Linked DNA regions of Mus musculus: region 1 is linked to region 2. Evidence: chromatin contacts called from public HiChIP or PLAC-seq data. All regions are on one chromosome and are shown on one strand. The core of a region is the stretch at or near the end of the contact, and the rest is flanking DNA. Distances in the headings are between cores, read along the strand shown.

What was found. HiChIP or PLAC-seq counts read pairs in DNA pulled down with a chosen protein or histone mark.
Region 1: an HNF4G HiChIP or PLAC-seq map of pancreatic cancer cells shows a contact between it and region 2. The contact joins two enhancer-like sites. A contact is called at or near these places in 1 of 39 promoter capture datasets (cranial neural crest) and 2 of 115 datasets of contacts at active chromatin or transcription factors (astrocytes and pancreatic cancer cells).

The regions. Positions count from the first base shown.
Region 1 is chr10:9,572,933-9,578,685 of GRCm38.p6, reverse strand. It overlaps a transcript of Samd5 not described here. Among named protein-coding and RNA genes, the nearest start is that of Samd5, 99 kb to the left of the region's middle. Within about 2 kb of position 2,930, at least 8 of the 459 cell types and tissues checked have an H3K27ac peak or open chromatin away from gene starts, as enhancers often do. A contact at or near this core is called in pancreatic cancer cells, where this site is marked.
Region 2 is chr10:8,897,369-8,902,825 of GRCm38.p6, reverse strand. It overlaps a transcript of Sash1 not described here. Among named protein-coding and RNA genes, the nearest start is that of Sash1, 14 kb to the right of the region's middle. Within about 2 kb of position 3,790, at least 71 of the 459 cell types and tissues checked have an H3K27ac peak or open chromatin away from gene starts, as enhancers often do. A contact at or near this core is called in pancreatic cancer cells, where this site is marked.

The DNA of each region.
Region 1 (5,753 bases), core at 1,681-4,180, 680 kb before region 2:
AAATCACCAGAGGAATCTATGTCTTCCAGCCTGGGGGGTCTTTTTTCTTTTTTTCCTTCTCTGTTTTTGTGGATCTAGGGATGGAATCCAGAGTTTCAACTACGCTAGGCCAACACTGGAGCTTCGAGCCATGCCCCCAGCGAGTTCCCTCCTCTTAGCTTTGGTGTATCTCAGTTATGTGAGGTGGTACAGTGTAGACAGCCATTCAGCTGGGGAATCCCACTTTTTGTCTGAAAGGATGCCATCCTGCAATTAGGATGTCCACAGAGTTATCGGATACTGGGAAGAGTTATTTTCCCACAGTGTTGTCCGTCTTGACACGCTGATGGGAAGCACTCAGAAGCTTCTGAGGAAGCAGGACCTCCTCTCTGGTTCTATTTTTGGCATTGGTCGTCATGAACAGGCCCCAAAGAATTGCAAGAGTCAGCCTTGGGGGCAGCGGGGGTGGTGGGGAGGGAAACAGCTTTTCTGATTCGTTGACCATTGGAATTGGCTTGTAAAACTTATAGACTCTCCTTAGAGCATAATGATATCATTTTCATCTTCACAAACGTGGTGTACTCTCCAATCTAAGCAGCCAGCATGGCTTTATGAAACAAAGTCACCCCACCGTGCTTTAAATGGCAAGTGCAGCATCAGCCCCATGGTGGTATCTGTTCTGGAAGCTAATTAAAATTGCGCTAGCAGATGCCAGAAACAGATCCTGGGTTACATCCGGGTACGAGGTTGCTTTTTCCACATCACTTACTAAACTCCCTGTGCTGTCCTGAGTTCTAGGAGTGAGCCTAGGGCCAGTGGGAAAGAAATTTGGTTCTTACCCCTCCATACAGGACATATGTCTAGTGATGTCATAGGTCTGTCTGTGACTGGTGGGTGCCTTGTGCAATAACAATCTGTATTTGCTATAACGTACCACACTGGCTTGTTGATGTGGATTGAATGCGAAATTATTTAAAAGAAAAAGAAACCTCACTAGGTAAGTGAAGAATTTAAATTTTAATGCTGACTCTATCATTACTCCAATACTCATTTAGCCTATCAAAAAGCTAAAATTGTATCAAGTGCTTAGAATATGGGAGAACATTCTGTTCATTATGTCTATATTCACTGAATCCTCCCAGTAGCCCCAGAACCTCTATTTTATAGGTGAGTTACTGATCTAACTAAGGCTGAAGGTGAAACAATAGTGCCAACAACAACTTCCTGTACATTTATTGAGTGCTGGGAATATTCTAGGCACACAGATCTCTGACACAGCCAGCTGCTCAGACATCAGAGGATGGTAGACAGAGGGAACCAACAGGAGTTGTCAACAGGCCTTTGTTTAAACCCAAAGATGAAGACCTGGCTCAGTGCCGGGGATGTCCCATGAAGGGACATGGGTAACCCTTAAGGAGGAGTGGGAGTATCCAGGTGAGGTTCCTGGGGACTAGCAGGAGGCAAGTGGAACTCTTGGGGCCCAGGGCTTTCCCAGGTTGCTGGTTGGAGCTGTGCTGCAGGTATAGGACGTTAAAAGAGAACCAGTCATGAAGAGCAGGACTGCCAGAGTCTGTGGAGTGCAGAGGCTCAGGAAGACAGCGCCCCCTGGGTAGCCATGTTGTGAAGAGTTGTGTGGTGGTTGATTGAGATTGTTGACATGAGGGATTTAGAATCACCTACATCAACCTCCTGGAGTGTCCATGAGGATGTTCAAAGAGAGCTTTAATAAGAGGCTCACCTGGAAATGGCACCATCTCTCACGTTAGGCTGTGATGGAGTAAGATGGAATGAGGGGGAAAGTGAACTGAGACCATCGTCATCTCCATGGTTCCTGGCTGTAGATGGCAAAAAGCCACCATCCATGTCTTCCCTGCCACGATGGAAGGGAGCCAAAGTGGACAGGACCATCAACACCCGGCTCTGATGCCTATCTTATCAGCCTGAGCAGCTGCTGAGCTGAGAACCCATTTCTGATCTACCCCGTGTGACGTCACCCCCCCCCCCCAGGGCCAGTGTCACCCCGGAGCACAGTAAATAAAGAAACTGTCCACGCTGGTTCTCATGGGCATCCCACTTGCTGCTAAGCCATTGGAGCAACATGCTTGCACCTGTGCCGCTATCTCTTCAAAGAAACGTGGGTCTTTGGTTCAGTCGATTGGATTATTCATGTTTTAACATCACTTCTTATCTTTCAAGGAGAAAGTATCTCTGCGGAGGTGACGGGTATGAGTGTGCTGATATGTATCTGGAAGAAGGGTTTCTGAAGGAGAATGAGGTGGGGTTAGAGAGGGTGTTAGGGAGCAAAAAAAAATTATTAAAATTCATTATATACACGTATGACACTGTTAAAAATAAAAATAAGGTTAAATTTAAGGTTTTTAGTTTCAAATGATTCAAAGATGAGGCCTTCCTCATTTTATCTTTTTTAAAAACATAAAAGACTAACTCTATAATGTGACAATTAGAAAGATACTATGTAGGTAGAATGAATTAAGTACTTAAAGAACATTGCACGAGTAGATCTAATTTCCTAGTAGCCAAGGTACAAAGGAAAAAATGGAGTCGTTTGGTTTTCATACCCTGACAGAAATGAAACACTCATTGACCCGGAGTAACGATGAATTCTGAGTTCTGTGTTCAGATCCTGGGTGAATAGGCCATCTGTAAGACACTCCCAGGCACTGCTTACAAAAGTCTCCCACTTTCTGTCTTTAGTGTTACCAGCGGTGAAATGATCCACTTTCTGCCCTCAGTAGTTTCTAAGAGCAGTTGTCTTCAGAGTGGTTTGCAAAGCAGAACATTCTGGGAGCCAGCAGCAGAGAGATTGGGGTACTCTCTTTGCCCCACTCAGCCTCCATGGACCTATTGGCTGTATCTTCCTTTCCTGGTGTCTGGAGTGGTTGGCACAGTGAGTCAGAGGCTTAGCAAACAATGGAGTGCGCCACCTAGTGGTGATTACCCCGGTGGCCTCATTTCAAGTCCTCTCTGTTCTATAGCCCCCTCTCCCTAAGGCTGGGTCTTATACACCCTCCGTGGAATCCTGGTAAACAATAAGGTTCTGGGTTTCTAGTTCACTGGCATAATTTTCTAATTTTATGGTCAGGAGACACGTTATTACCGTTTGAATTGTTACATTTTCTACAGGAAGTTTAATGTATTGAGTCAAAATGTATTGAACATTGGTGTTTGGCCTTGGGACCCATGGAGAGCTCTTGCTGGAAAGAGCAACCACACTGTTCTTTCTCAGTACCACGGTGCTCAGCCTCTGCTTAGGGAAGCCCTGCAGATCCCTCCCCTTCCGTGAACTAACTCTGCCTATATCACCGTCACTTTTCCTCAGCCTGTGCTGATGGGGCAATGCCTTGCAAACCCTGCTCTCCTTCACTTCCACCTCACCCCCCGTCCACGGACCATGTCTCATCTGCTCAGTCTAGTGTCCATCTTATGCCTGAAGAACCCCTCAGGGCACTGGCCATGACCTCTCTCCTGAACTCTGTTGTCCAAACTGCTTCTCCACAGATGGTTTGCATTCTTGTTTCTATAAGACCTATTTACTTCGTGTACAAAGCCTGGACAGGGTTGCCTTCAAAGATTATATAGAGGGATGGATAAGAGCCAGATATAGCTAGTTATGCTTCGAGGCCACATTAGTAAATGCATGAGATAAATTATTGAGAGAGGGCCATACACCGGACGTTGGGAGACTGCATGAAGCAGACTTCTGAGCACAGATTTGTCACCAGTGTGTTGGATCTTGGAGAAGTTCATGGCTATGCCTTTGGCAGGCAGCTTGTTGCAGGGTCTTGGCTGACCTTGAACTTTATCAGGGTTGTTGTACTAAGAATATGACATCAGAGGGAACTCTGGATAGGCCTGCTGTAAGACAGTAAGAAAACTTTCTTCTAAGTGGGTGAGATGTGGCCATTGTGATTGTGTATGTGTGAAGATAGAGGGGACACACAAGAAATGAGGTGTGGCAGTTTTATGATTATAGTCCCAGCACTTAGGAGTCAGAGGCAGGAGAATTGCTACCAGTTCAAGATCAACCTTGGTTGCAGAGTAAGATTCTGTCCTAAAAACAAAACAACACAACAACAAAACCCAAAAGAAGTCGAAGATAAAAAGGAGAAAGAACAAGATAGAATAAAGATTCATATCTCTCCCTCCCTCCTCCCCAACTCTTCTCTTCCCTCCCCCACATACATGCAGAACAGTAGCAAATGAGCCTACCTGCCAGTCCCAGTCGGCACTGGGAAATGTGTGTTGGTTTGTCATCACACAGGGTCTCTGATGTCAGGCTAAGTGAGTGAGTTAGTGCAAGTGCCAGAAGCAAAACAGAATGACGTCACCTCAGTAGAGCTTTATAGACATGCCCACATACTTCTCAGGCTACAAGGAAAGAGGGGGTGGCAATGAGAAGACCTGAGGCGATGGTTTAGAAGTTTCACAAGAAACAGACATTCTGTAAGATGACAACAATGGGAGCCCAAGGTTGGGAGGATGCAGGAGGGACTTGATTTAAGAGGAAGGAAGCAATGTGCCAATCAGAATGGAGGCCGGAGATAGAAGGAGTGAAGTTGGGGACAGTGGCACTGGAGTTTGAGCCTGGAGGGTGAGAGAATGTTTATAAGGGTCAAGTGACATCATTCTGTCTGGCCAAGTCAAAGCTATTTTCTGGCTCCATTGAATGACTTAGGATTGGCTTGAGCCCATCAGTAATAGTCTGAGAACAGGAAAGAACTAGTCCTTTCGACAAGTACAATAGACTACAAGAGATACACAAGGGCCTGAGTTTGCTTCCCAGAAGCCATGTTTTGTAAAAGCCAGATGGGGTAGTGCACTCTTGAAACCCCAGTGCTTAGAAGGCAGAGACAAGTAGATCTTCTCAGCTTGCTGGTCAGCTAGCCTAGTCTGCTTGGTGAGTCCCAGACCAGTGAGAGACTGCCTCAAAAACCAAGGTGGGTGACTCTTAGAGTAACACCTCAAAGTCTTCTGGCCTCGACATGCATGCTAAACTCTGAACCCACCACACACATGCAAGGCAATGAGGTGCTCTTGTTATCACTTAGAAAGACCACATAGAATTATTAATTAAAGCTGCTTAATGCATCTATCTCTTGACACTAATGTAACCTCCTTTCTGATGGGAATACTTGCAACACACTCTTTTATCTTTTCCTTCTTGCTCTCCTGGTAGTAACATCTCCCAGGATGGGCAGGACTCTCACTACCACACTACGCTATGAACGCCACCGAGAACAATTTGAGTTAACTTCAGATTCAAAGAGAGCTCAATGCAAGCCCCAGGACAAGGGTAGAAAGGCGGTGAGTCTCAGGAAGGGCTGCACTGGGTCAGAGGATGCTACACTGCCAGGAGGCAGCTCCTTCTCTACTGCTCAGGACTCAGAGCCACTGTCCAACCACACCTCTGGTTCAGGAAAGACCACCCTCACCTGAGGCTACTTAGATCAGAGCCCGCATTCTTAAATAGTCATTCTGACCAGCTTAATGAGCAGCCCGGTTTATGAGGTGATAGTTTATAAATGTGGATCTGGGAAAGGGGAGGACAACAAGCAGGAGGAGTCCTGATGTGTTCCACAGTCACGCTAGAACACATCGTTTACCTTGATTACTGTGGCAGCTTTTTCCTTTGGACATAGCAGGGTCTTGCTGAATAACTAGCCACATATGACAAACACCTTCAATGCTAAACTCATTATTCAAATGTCAAAGGACTTTAATATAAACAATGCATTTCCAGATTTGGGGACATA
Region 2 (5,457 bases), core at 2,541-5,040:
CTATTGGCATGCCATTCTGTCTTTCTGCAAACGCTGCTCTTTGTAAACCTTCTATGACATGCTCCATTGTTTGCGGGGGACGGGAGGAAAGGGCAGGTGCATTGAGGAATGCTCACAAGGAAGGTGAAAGGGTACACTTTCTATCGCTGTTCCCAGAGGAACTTTCCCTTCATCCCTCAGTCTCTGGAACCCAGCCCTTCCAGTTCTGGCAAGTGTTTGCTCAGGGAGCCCAGGCGTGAGTGAGAACTCAGACTTCTTAAGTGCTGAGACTTACTGACTATACTACACACTGGGATCCTTGTGGTCTAAAAGACCTGTTAACGAGCCTCGGTTTCTGTCATACCCATTTACTGAGGTAGCCTGCTGCCTGCCTGCCTTTGCTCCCTTTCCTCCCTCCCTCCTTCCCTGTTTCTTTCCCTCTTTCCTTCTCTTTCCTATGGGTCTGCTAGCAGTTGAATTTGCCTCCATGAATACATGAATCTAAAAGTGGAGGACTAGCAGCCCCGTGTTAGAGTGTAACAAGTAGGTTGTATTACAAGATATTAAGCTGGACATAGGGACGTGCTCCCGTCATCCGGGGAGGATCTGGAGTTTAAGGTCAGCCTTGGCCACGTAATGAATTGGAACTCATCCTGAGTTCCAAGAGACCCTGTCCCCCAAAATAAATTTTAAAATAGAACTCAAAATATTTCCCATCTAAGGGAGGGCCCACATAGAGTAATTACCGTGCAAGTATTAGTTGCTAACAGTAACAGTGTCTGTCATTAAGTAAGCATAGTAACAACACAGAAGACTTTTCAAAGATAGTTTAATTCAAATTTCCACCATCTTAATATGTCAACAGTTTCTGTTTTATAGTCACTTATTCGTTAAAAAAAAAAAAAAATCCAGATCTCCTACCACACGTTGCAAACACTTGCATAGGATGTTTGTGAGCCCGCCTCACCTGTGTGCTCATGCTATGTACTTTATTTCTGAGGAATGTTTCCCCACAGAGGCTCATTAGCATGCTCGTGACATGTGTTTCCACTAACATCTTAATCTATACACATTAAGCCTTCAAGACACCGTATCACCATTGATTCGGCCATTCTTTAGTTATAAAGTGGGATGTTTCTTTGCAAATCTTCAATATCACATACAATCCAATAATAAACCTCTGGGCAGAGCTTTTGCTCCAACAATTTACGGGAATAAATGACCATGATTCTGAATGCTGGGTCAACGGATATGAATCCCGCCAGATTTTGAATCTTGTCACAATAAACAAGTTACAATTTTCCTTACACCAGTCATGTTCCATTGGCAGCTTTTTGAAGATACTGTTTGGTTTCCAGGTAGAAAACTTTGGAATGCTTTTAGTGTCCTCAGTGAGGTGTACATTTCAGGCCTGGGTATGTTGCTCAGTGGTTGAGATCTTGCCTAGTATATACTAAGGACATATATATAGCACTGTAGAAATAAAGGGAATAGAGAAAGAAAGAGGTGGGGAGGGAGGGAGGGAGGAGGCAGAGGGAGGGAGAACACAATGCCTGCATTTTTTAAATGGGATGATTTCTACTATATAGAAAATATAGAACTGCCACTAAGTAGGAAAGGTATTTCTTTGGTTCTCAGTCTTTCAAAGCCTCCTTTTAAAGCCAAGTGTGGCACATACATACAATCTCTTTACTTGGGAGGTAGAGGCAGAGGATTAGTAGTTCAAGGCCATGCTTGACTACATAGTAAGTACAAGGCCAGCTGGGGCTATGTGAGTCTGTCTCCAAAAAGCAAAGGTAAAATCAGGACTCCCTTCTGTTTGGGGCCTGAAGTCATTTCCACTCTGTCAGCGTCCACTTGTGGATTACAGAATATTGGGGATCAAAAAGACCTTGGGCATTTCCTTTAATGCCCTTTTGAGTTTAGGATAAAGGAGACCAAGGGTGTGAAAGGTGACGTCACTTTAGATTGGAGACCAGAAAAGAGAGTCTGAACCAAGACCCTCTGGGAAAACTCTGCTGCAAGGGAGGTGGCTTTCTTAGTCCCTGTTCTGTTGCTGTGAAGAGATACCAGGTCACAGCAACTCTTACAAAGGAACACATTTAATTGGGACTGACTTACAGTTCTAGAGGTTTAGTCCATTATCATCATGGCGGGAAGCATGGTGGCACATGGGCAGACACAGTACTGAGGTAATAGCTGTCAGCTAACATCCTGATCTGTATACAGAGAAAGAGAGACACTGGGCCTGGCTCGGGCTTTTGAAACCTGAAAGCCCACCCCCAGTGACCGACTTCCTCTAACAAGGCCACTCCTCCCAATCTCTGTCAAATAGTAACATTCTTTAATGATAAACATTCAGACACAAAAGCCTGTGGAGGCCATTCCTATCACAGTGGCCCATTGCTAATGTTAAAAAGAAAAAGAAATTAACACTGCTGAATAGTGTACTGACTTCTAAAAAAGGGAGCCTTATGTCTGTCATTCCTCATTAATACAAATTGCTATCACCATCGTCTGTGTAATCTTCATCATTATTTCACCACCATCATCTTCATCATCACTATCATCACCATCATCTTCATAATCACAGTCCTTATCTCTGAGGCATTATTTTTATCAGAGCTTTCTCTTAAATCTTAAGTCTCCCACTGCAGTAGTTTTGGTTTTTTGTTTGTTTGTTTGTTTGTTTGTTTTGAGTTTTGTTTTGTTTTTCGAGACAGGGTTTCTCTGTATAGCCCTGGCTGTCCTGGAACTCACTTTGTAGACCAGGCTGGCCTCGAACTTAGAAATTTGCCTGCCTCTGCCTCCCAACTCCCAAGTGCTGGGATTAAAGGCGTGTGCCACCACGCCCGGCTCTTTTTTTTTTTTTTAATTTATTTATTTTATGTATGTGAATACACTGTCTATCTCTTCAGACACACCAGAAGAGGGCATTGTATCCCATTACAGATGGTTGTTAGCCACCATGTGGTTGCCAGGAATTGAACTCAGGACCTCTGGAAGAGCAGTCAGTGCTCTTAACCACTGAGCCATTTCTCCAGCTCTGATCTTTGATGTTCTTAAACATTTTTCTTTAAAACTCCATCACTACTTTTATTTAAAATGAACCTATGGAAGATGGCATTGTAGTGAGAAACGGAGCCCACTCACCTCATGATACAGAAAAAGTGGAGGGTGGGGCGAGGGAACCAGGGACCAGTATAATCGTCTTCAAAGGCACATACCCAGTGTCTTATGTCCTCCAACTAAGCCCCAATTCCTGACATTTCCACCATTTCTTACAACAGGGCCACCACTGGGGACAAGCTGCTCAATTAGTGAGCCTAGGCAGCCTCGGTTTGTATTCGGTTTGTATAGCAAACACCTTCTCAACTCTTTCCTTCAAGTTTGATCCTGTTGCTTTGAGATGGCTCCTTAAAGTACAAAAGTCATCCTTAGGACTAAGGATATAGCTCAATGGTAAGGCCTGTGCTTAGCAGTCCTGAGGCCCCAGCTGAGTCTGCCCTGCCGCGCCCAAACTGAGCAAACAAATTAAAAAAAAGAGAGAGAGACAAATTCTTGCACAGTCTGGAATGAGTCAGTATAAATGATCAGCTAAGGCGAGTTTATTTATGGGTTTACTGGTAAGCGATTAGCCTGTGCCTTCACTCTTAGGACTTCTACAGAAAGAAGCAGGTTCTGCTTATGTTGATGAGCAAAGCAAAGCTCTTTCTCCAAAGGTTCCTTATCTATGCCACAGTGAAGAATGCTTGGGCAAATGAAGACTTTTTTTTTTCTTTCTCTCCCATGTGTGTTCCATTTAGATCAGGAAACTGGCATCTCAGCCTGGAAGATTTCGGGCCAGATGTTGGTTTGCTGGCTGAAAGATTTCCTGCCCCAATAGGTGACCTCTGGAAGCAGAATAGGCTTTTTCTTAATGGGTAGACTGTCCAGATGACCTAATTTCCAGAACAAGGGTTCTTTGTGAAGTGTCTCTTTGCTATTAGAAACAACATCATCTGATTTTCGAGAACATTCATTAGACAGAGGGTAGATAGCACCTAGTTGTTCCATTTATGAGCAATGAGAACAAATTAGGCCCAGGCACGCCATTAAAACATTTTCTTTCTTATATTCACTGAGAGAGAAAATGGTAAAAAGAGAATCTGGTGCCTGCTTCCCAGGCGACTTTTTTTTTTTTTTTAATTTCAAACCCTTTTCAGGCCAGCCCCCGCCATAGGAACAGTGAGTGGTATATACTTCCCTAAACAGGGAACTGTTTCACCAAACTCCACCAAGGCGTTAATTAAAGAGGCCCTTCTGACCCACTGTCCTGTAACTAGAACCTTCTGTCTCCTCATGTGAGAAGCTCTTTGAGGCAGTCCCCTGCGCCACCTCTTTTGATGAGTTTGTGACAAGGCTCATTTATTAATATATGCAGTTGTGTAAGGACTCTCAGAGAGGCTGCAATAACTGAGCTGTCCCCCTCTGCCTCTATCTGTATGTGTGTGTCTGTGTATCAATGTGTGTCTGTATGTGTCTATCTCTCTGTGAGCCTGAATGTGTAGGAGTGTCTGTCTCTCTGTGTATATGTATATCTCTGAGTGTGTGTGTCTATGTGTGTTTGTGTCTCTGTGTCTGTATGTCTATATGTCTGTGTGTCTATGTGTGTCCATGTGTATCTCTGTAAGTTTGTGTGACTGTGTGTTTCTGTGTGTCTTACTGTATCTGTGTGTATGTGTCTGTGTATGTGTGTCTATGTGTGTATGTGTCTCTGTGTCTGTATCTATGTGTCTGTATGTGTATGTGTACCTGTGTCTCCCTATGTGTGTCTATGTGACTGTGTCTTACATGAATCTGTGTGTGTGTGTGTGTGTGTGTGTGTGTGTGTGTGTGTGTGTGTGTCTGTGTGTTACAGGAAACTTGATGTAAAAGAAAGGATCCAGGAGAATAAAACAACCTTGACGATCTCTAGGAGAGTCCATTAGACTCCACTTTTCATGGGAAGTAGGGAAAACTGGATCTCGTGAGAAGGAAGAGCTACAGTTCTGAGATTCTAAAATCATAGAGGTTTACAGCTGGAGGGACAGTTGGAGTTCTTTTGTTCGCTTTGTAACGGACAGTGGGCGAAGGTTACTAGGAGAGAAATCAAGTTTCGTGCGATCCAAACTCTGGACTCCTGCACGAGGAACAGAGCAGAATAAAATCAGCCACGGAGAGCTGATGCAGGCATGGGCATCCTCGAGTCATGCCTATAGCAAATTTCTTAGGCTTTTAAAAAATGATTAGTGAAAGAAATATTACACTGTCCTTTTAAATTTTGTGCTGAGCCAACACATGTGTTTTGTTGTTGTTGTTGTTGTTGTTGTTGTTGTTTTCGTTTTGTTGGGTTTTTTTTAACAGAACGTTATACCAGAGTCTTTAGAAATGAAAATTACTCAAGGCTGAGGAAGTAGCTGACTGTGTAAAGTGCCTGCTGAGAAATCACCAGGACCA